Linked DNA regions of Mus musculus: region 1 is linked to region 2. Evidence: chromatin contacts called from public promoter capture Hi-C data. All regions are on one chromosome and are shown on one strand. Each heading gives the region's core, a stretch centred on a gene start, on an enhancer-like site or on the middle of the called end of the contact. The rest is flanking DNA. Distances are from core to core; before and after follow the strand shown. Region 1 has its middle 15 kb from the start of Gm24374. Region 2 overlaps Zc3h12d (zinc finger CCCH type containing 12D).

Region 1 (3,630 bases), core at 446-2,945, 820 kb before region 2:
CTGAGGCTGAATATATTCATTAGCTTTGAAAATGATTTTTTTCATGTTTAACCACAACCAATGCATTTTTAAAAAGAGCTCTCTTATTGTCCGAATTCTTAAAGCCATTTGGTGATGTTTGGCAGGATTTAGTGCACAGTTTTGTTGTTTTAACATCTCTCAGCCCCAAGCACATCTCCCATGTGGATCCAGGGTTATTCTTGGATTTAATCGTTATCATCAACACAGCTCTGGCCTATACTTATGTTCTCTTTACAGACTGTCTTCCATGGAGAGCTCAGCATGGTTATGGTGTCAGAGTCACAGGTTTTAGATAGTTATTCCTTAGGGTCCCTCACCTGGGTTTCCTTCTGATTGCTTAAGAGATACTATCATTTATATTTCCTCCTTTTATCTAAAATTCAAACATGTCTAAGTAGAATAGCATCTAGTCTCCTCTCTGATAATAACATCCATATTTCCTCAATCCCATGTAGTGTGGATTCATTCTCTGGTCATAATGGGCACGACGTCTGGGCTTAGAGACCTATGATCTGTAACCAATGACCTGCCTGCTCCTTTACTGCTTACACCCGCTCTCTGGTCTTTCTCCATGGCAGTTGAAAAGTGGCATCTCTCCCCTTTTCCAATTTGCTCGTAGCAAGATTGTCTAAGGCTTCCTGCTTGTTTTTGCATCATGACACAAGACCTGATTTCTTACCCAGTTGAAGCATGCTGGGATCTAACTTCATCAAAATGTCTCTGCGGTTTCTGGCACATCACCCCTTCAACCCTGACTCTCATCCGCACATTTTGCTGTCGTTTCTTACCAGTCCAAACCTCCATGACTCCAGTCTGAACCCCCACCTGTGTTGGTCTGGTCTTGGCATACAGCTCTACCATATTCTCATCGCTTTAATATTTTCCTTACATGGAAACTCTTCTTCTGAGATGTTTTAAATCCAACAGGACTTCAAAAGTCTGTATTTTCTACCCTTCTCTAAGACTTGCTTGTCTTTTTCTCTTTTTTCTAGTTTCCTTCTCCCTAAGCATCTATGACAGCAACAAGCTGCCCTGCACCAATCGCACCTGATTACTTATCCAGGGTCCTTGTTGACAATCAGTCAAGAACACCAGCTTTGCATCTTCGACTAGACTGAGTTCCTTGAAGAGGGGCCCCACATCACGCTGGCTCTCTAGCTCATTAAGTTCCCTGTGTGTGGTAAATATTGATTGAAGGGAAAATTTTAATTTCTTGTTGATCTGTCAACATAAGTGAATAGAATATTTGGTTTAAATGGCTTTTGACGAGGCTTAATTTACTTTTCGATAAATTTGTCTTTCTTGGGCAGGCAAGTTACTTTTTAAAATAAATGCAGTAAAATGCCTTAGCTGACTTGGAAAGTAAAAGTCTGGAACCTGATGTTTTGAGTACAGAATGTACTTTAAAAGGCAATGGTACAGCCTACTTGAAACCAAGCCCAAGTCTCAAAAAAAAATCTGAGATATTTGGAAATAATATCATTTTATCTGCATGCAACCAATTTCTAATATGTAAACATTGCTAAGCCCCTAAAAGAGGAAACCAGGACAATATTGATTATAGGCTCTGATTTTGGGATTGGTTGCCCAAAGGAAGTAGCAGGAAGCAACACCCACACAAACACCGGGTCCTTTTTCCATGAACTGGGCCTGCAGTGATTATGTGTACTTGAGAATGATGCATCCAAAAGCTTGAGCAATCCATCTGGCCAAAGTGGCTGACACTATGGGATTTGTTGTGTGGTACTGTGCCAACACCAAAACTTATTTCATTGCCTTAGTCATCAGGCCACAGTGCTACTAACCCTGTGTCCCACCGAGTGGTGCCTGGCTTGTCTGGAAGACCAAACAAAGAGAACCAAACATGTAAAAAATCCTCCCACATCTGAGTGTAAGGTCTGGAGGATCTGAGTTCCCACAAAGTCCTGAAGCAAACCCAGAATTGTGCTAAAGAGACAGAATTGAGAAAATGACAAACCCTGGAACATTCCAACAGGCTTTGTCTGTTAAAAACCTGATGGTCCTGTCACAGGCCAAGCATCCCCCAATCGCCATGAATAATTTCTATATGTGTGAGTGATGTGTGCAAGAAGTTCATTGCCAAAGCACTCCTCGTTAACTGTTTCCTTCTCTGCTCTTACTGCTAGAACCAGCTAGCTTCCTCAGGTCAGATACTGGGGCACTGAGGGAAAGTGGGTTTTAATGGCCTGGGAATGCAAAGGTTATAGTTTTAAGCATAGGAGTCCGTGCACCAGCAATAACATCTTCAGGAGGCTCTGTCCTGAGAAAACTAGCCATCATACCATGACACAAAAACCTACTTCATATGCCCCACCTGAGCTGACATTCATACTTTCATTTGCCAGACAGCGTTTGATAGACTTGCTTATTCTGTAAGGCCTTTAACCTTGTGCCAGTTTTTACATCAGAAGCTTACTCAACACTTCCTCCCAACTGTAAAAGTTCAGCCAAGAAAGAGATGGGAAAGCAGGGAAGATTGGGGGGGGGGGAGGGAGGGAGGGAAGGAGGGAGAGAGAGAGAGAGAGAGAGAGAGAGAGAGAGAGAGAGAGAGAGAGAGAGATTGATTTTGTTCCAAAGAAAAGATCAACTTCATTCTATTTCTTAAACTTTGTTCTTTCTATAAAACACTGTCCTATGACAGAAGATTTGGCTCTGCAGCAACACTGCCTTGCTGGTCTCCTGCAGGGCATTCATTGGGTAAGGCACTCCCAGAACAACCAACCTTCCTGTTGCCTCTAATAGGAGAATAAGAGGGTATTTTGAAGTATCCAAACATCTGAAGAGATAGAATTGTGTGTGTGTCCTGGGTTGGGGCAGGGGCAGCTTCTCATTAGACAAGATGACTGGCCACAGCAGGATGCAGAGCTCTGCTTCATGAATATGAGATAAGAGGAAGGGCACACAATGAATCACAAGGAATGATTCTCCATGAACAGTCCATCTGCCATTTTGGGACCTCTGGTTTAAGACTCTGCATCATCTGGTTACACTGTTTGAGTTACTCTGGTGGTTGTTACACCCGATACTATAAAATTAATCTTCGTGCCGCAGATTAGACACCATCACCTCACTCCTTTAAATAACGAGCTTTCTGTCTTTCTACAAAATTTCCTTTGCATCAAAAGCTGCAAGGGGAAGAAAAGAGCTGAATGCAATTAAAAATACAATCAATGTGTGTGAAATTGTCGAAAGTGGAGGTCGTGGCAGCCTTTGCTCATTAGCTAAATAATCTGAAGGATCTGTCTTCATGTGCACAGAAAAACATTTGGATGTCCACATTGCATTGTTAGCTGAGGAGGAGGAGGAGGAGGAGGAGGAGGAGGAAGAGGAAAAGGTAAGGGGAAAAGTACTATGTCTCTTCTAAAAGCATCCTTTGGGCTGCAGTGATACTGCTGAGCTGTTCATCTGGTCCAGGTTGGATCACTATGGCCCTCTCTGCATGTTGCAGAAGACATCAGTTTATTGCAGCTGGACTACAATGGGGTCACCGGTTTATCTTGTCAGAGGTCATAAAGAACTCCAGTTTATATCTGCACTGTCCTTTTCCCAGAATGGCCACACAGAATCACCACCCTGAACACAATAAGG
Region 2 (3,599 bases), core at 691-3,190:
CCAAGCAGAGGGCTTTGAGCACAACCTAAGCACTTCTGGTTCTCAGGCCCTAAAGGTGGAGATCTACCGGCCTGCTCTCCACAGAGAGGAACCGAGTACTCTCGCCTTTCCAGAATAACACAGCTGGCTGGGGACAGACTCCATAGAAGGAGCCCTATCTGCCAACACCTAACCCTGGGCTCCTGTCTGTCACTTGCTTCGTTCCTTCTGAAGAAAGCTGCTCCTCTTGTGAGCATGGTTAGCATCAACTTGCTGAGCAGGCTACAACAGGCACTTTTCCTAGCTCCCTACTAGGAAGGGTTGATTCCACATCACAGAACCAGAGAGCAATTTGCCTGGTTCACACAGCTACCAAGATACAGAACAGGGTTTGAAAGTCTGATCTAGGAGAAAGAAAGGAGAGAGAGAGAGAGAGGGAGAGGGAGAGAGAGAGAGAGAGAGAGAGAGAGAGAGAGAGAGAGAGAGAGAGAGAAGGAACCCAACAAAGTAAAATGAGAGCTAGCATTTGCTCTAGCTGTACTGCCTCTGGTATGTATACCCAGAAGAACCTAAACCAAGCACAGCATCAGCTTTCACACCCATCTCTGCCAAAACCCTCCTCACGGTATGTGGGTCATAGAGTCAGTCCAGATACCCATGCCTTTGCTCATAGAGAACAGTAGCCTGACTTTGGGTAGCTGTTCCTCACTACGACCCCCTCCCCCCTGCAACTACTGGAAAGTTACCTTCCAGATGGTCCCTGCAGGCTAACACCTGCTGTCATTTGATGGCTCACAATACCACGTCTTAGTGTGCTTTTGTTTCTGGAGCAGCTTTTGTTTCTGAAGCCTGAGAGGAGTTTTTGGGTTAAAATCCAGGTATCTGCAGAACTGATGGGAATCTACTTTTTAGTTTTTCCTGCAGGCCTGGATCTGGGGCCCATCTACTTTCAAAGCCATGAATGGCTTACAATGATACGTATTATGCCATATATGTGCACAATTACTATTGCTTCTCTGCAGAGATGTATGGATTTTAATAAATAATTAAAGGGTCTTTTTAGTCTGGAGACTAAAAGAAATGTAATGTGTATACACAATGGCATATACATTTTAAAAAATGATGATTATGTCGTTTGCAGGAAAACAATAATACTTAAGATTCATCTTAATCAATAGAAGCCAGACTCAGAAAGTCGGAGATGGCATATATATGGAATCTCACTTTATATATTGTGTGTGTGTGTGTGTGTGTGTGTGTGTGTGTGTGTGTGTGTATATATATATATATAGCAGGGAAGGATAAGGGGACTATTTGTTGAGGAGGGAGGGGACCAGTGGGAAGAAAGGAGAAGAGACAAGAGGGGTAGTAGAAAGTGTGGGCCAAGCATGTGACATACATGTATGACTATGCCATTAGGAAACCTATTGATTTGTAGAATAGTTTTTAAAAATTCATCCATCAGTCCTAAAACTCTTTGAACCAAACCACAGAGAGGAAATGTTTCCCAGGACTCCTGATAACAAGGTCTCTGGCCCCAGCGCTCAGTAATAAGATGAAGGAAACCAAAGATGCTACCTCATAGCCACATTGCTGCCATCGATCACTATGGGCCGCAGGAAGCGGGCTGGATCTCCGCCAGCCTCTTCTAGGCCTGGTCCCAGGCCCTGCTGGGCAGAGTCTTGGACCCCGCAGCATCCCCGGGGAATCAGCACTACCCCGGTGCCACTGGCTGGATCCTCCTGGGCCCTTGGGCGACTGCCGGTCTGGATCAACTCTTGAAGCACGTCATTGACCAAGGCACTGTCACCCAGTTTGCCCAGCACCCTGACCACGTCCTCCTGGCTGTAGCCCAGTTTCTGGAAAAATTCCATCTTGCTCCGATGCTCCATATTGTGCCAGCTGTTGCTTGGCCCGGCTCCTGCCCCAAGCTTCCTCCTGGCAGAACAGCACAGGCATGAGCTAAAATGAAAAAACAGTCGTCAGGTGTTTGCCGAGCAGCCTGGCAGGCAGGCTACCGGGTGAGAAGGGCACGCAGCGTGCTCCTCCCTCGTGGCGTTATCTATCAGGAAATCATGTGGCTCCAGGTCCCCTTGGGGATTTTCATTTGCTTGGTGTGGCTGGCAAGCCACCGATGCAATTATGCCTCTTTTACTTTTAGTGTATTCTCTGATGCCTTTGTTCCTGTGTGCCTGTACAGGGAAAGTTAACCAGGGCCCAGGGTGGCAAGAGCCAAGTAGGGCACCAAACCAGACAAACCTTTTTAGAGACTCTGTTAGGAGCAAGATGCCATCCACCCAGATTTCTGTACTGAAGTGGTTAGCACCAATACCTCCGGGTGTCACAGTATTTGGAGAAAAAGACCTTTCAAATCAGGTCCTTGGGGACATACCTTCACCCTAAACAGATGCTCTACAAGAAGAGACAAGGTACTTTAGACACACACACATATTAGCTTAGGAGGGTGGAGGGACTCCTGTGGTTGTGAGCAGGTTAGGGCGTGAGACCAGGGAAGGAACCAACATTGTTGACTCTTTGATCTAGAACTTGCAGCCTCCAGAACACAGTGGCTTTCTATTGTGTCAGCCCTTGCTTGCCAAAATGGCTACATCGGTCCTGGTTATAGCAATCCTGGCAGGCAGTATAGGCTGCTGGCTCACCCACAAGAGAATACTCACAGAAGGGGGCCGGCCCCTCCCAGACAGGCAAGGCTACCCGGGAACCCAACTCTGCAGTCTAGCTCAATTGACTGACTCAGATTACACTTAACCTTAAAAATAAACAATCCAGACTCATATTGGGCTCTTCCTCTGGGGACACTCAGCATGGCCTGTCATATCTCCTGTGTAGAGGTGACAATGAAGAGCCTGCACCTGACAGTTGTGTTCAAAGGGAGAAAATGGAATACTCAGGGCACTCCGGGACTCTCTGCTAGTCACAGAAACTTGACACCATTCAAAAATGTGTAAAACTATACAGATGATCCATGAAAACCTAGTCCCCATAAAGGAGCCCAACAGCGCAGAAGTAGAAAGAAGGTATAAAACAAGCTCTACACCTCCAGCGCCTCCTACGCACGACTCCAGCGCTTTCTCTTTGCACCCACCTGCATTTAATAGAGACACACGGATATGGTCTTGGGGTTGCCTCTGGCTTATTTTTGCATGCATGATGCCGAGCTGTGTGTATCGTTAGTCAGCAGCTTGCCTTTGTCCTTTAAAACTCAGATTGAACATCTTGTCCCGCCAGTTTCCATGATCTGGCTGTTGTATGCCCAGAATCAAACTTGATGGTGAATGAATGAATGAATGAATGAATGATGGTCTTTAGGGTTAACCATACGCCGAATGACGCAAATTTTAGTCCGACTCCTGTTTTTCCACTGCTACAGATGCTGCTTACTGAAGATTCTTGCGCATGCTCCTTTCACTGCCCCACCCCCTTCCCAATGCTATGGACTCTTCACCTTTGCAACCCAATCTTCTGTATGAATCCTTAGCAGGAGGTGTGCTTCTGGGCTAGCCTCCCACTTGGCTGTCACGTGCTTCTGAAGACCTGTCCTTCCAGGGCAGGAACCGGGACAGACTAAGTCAGAGGCTGCCAAGCACAGAGCGTTTCAA

The links. Promoter capture Hi-C pulls out the DNA fragments that hold promoters and counts their contacts.
Region 1: a contact with region 2 is called in a promoter capture Hi-C map of liver, with 3 times the contacts expected there. The contact joins two enhancer-like sites. A contact is called at or near these places in 10 of 39 promoter capture datasets (the 3T3-L1 cell line, cranial neural crest, embryonic stem cells and 6 more).

What each region holds. Positions count from the first base shown.
Region 1 is chr10:8,656,561-8,660,190 of GRCm38.p6, reverse strand. No RefSeq gene overlaps it. Among named protein-coding and RNA genes, the nearest start is that of Gm24374, 15 kb to the right of the region's middle. Within about 2 kb of position 1,695, at least 24 of the 459 cell types and tissues checked have an H3K27ac peak or open chromatin away from gene starts, as enhancers often do. A contact at or near this core is called in liver, where this site is marked.
Region 2 is chr10:7,838,107-7,841,705 of GRCm38.p6, reverse strand. It overlaps Zc3h12d (zinc finger CCCH type containing 12D), which reads right to left. Exons shown (of 6, transcript NM_172785.3): 2 at 1,558-1,941. The coding sequence starts at 1,871. Among named protein-coding and RNA genes, the nearest start is that of Mir5104, 3.5 kb to the right of the region's middle. Within about 2 kb of position 1,940, at least 66 of the 459 cell types and tissues checked have an H3K27ac peak or open chromatin away from gene starts, as enhancers often do. A contact at or near this core is called in liver, where this site is marked.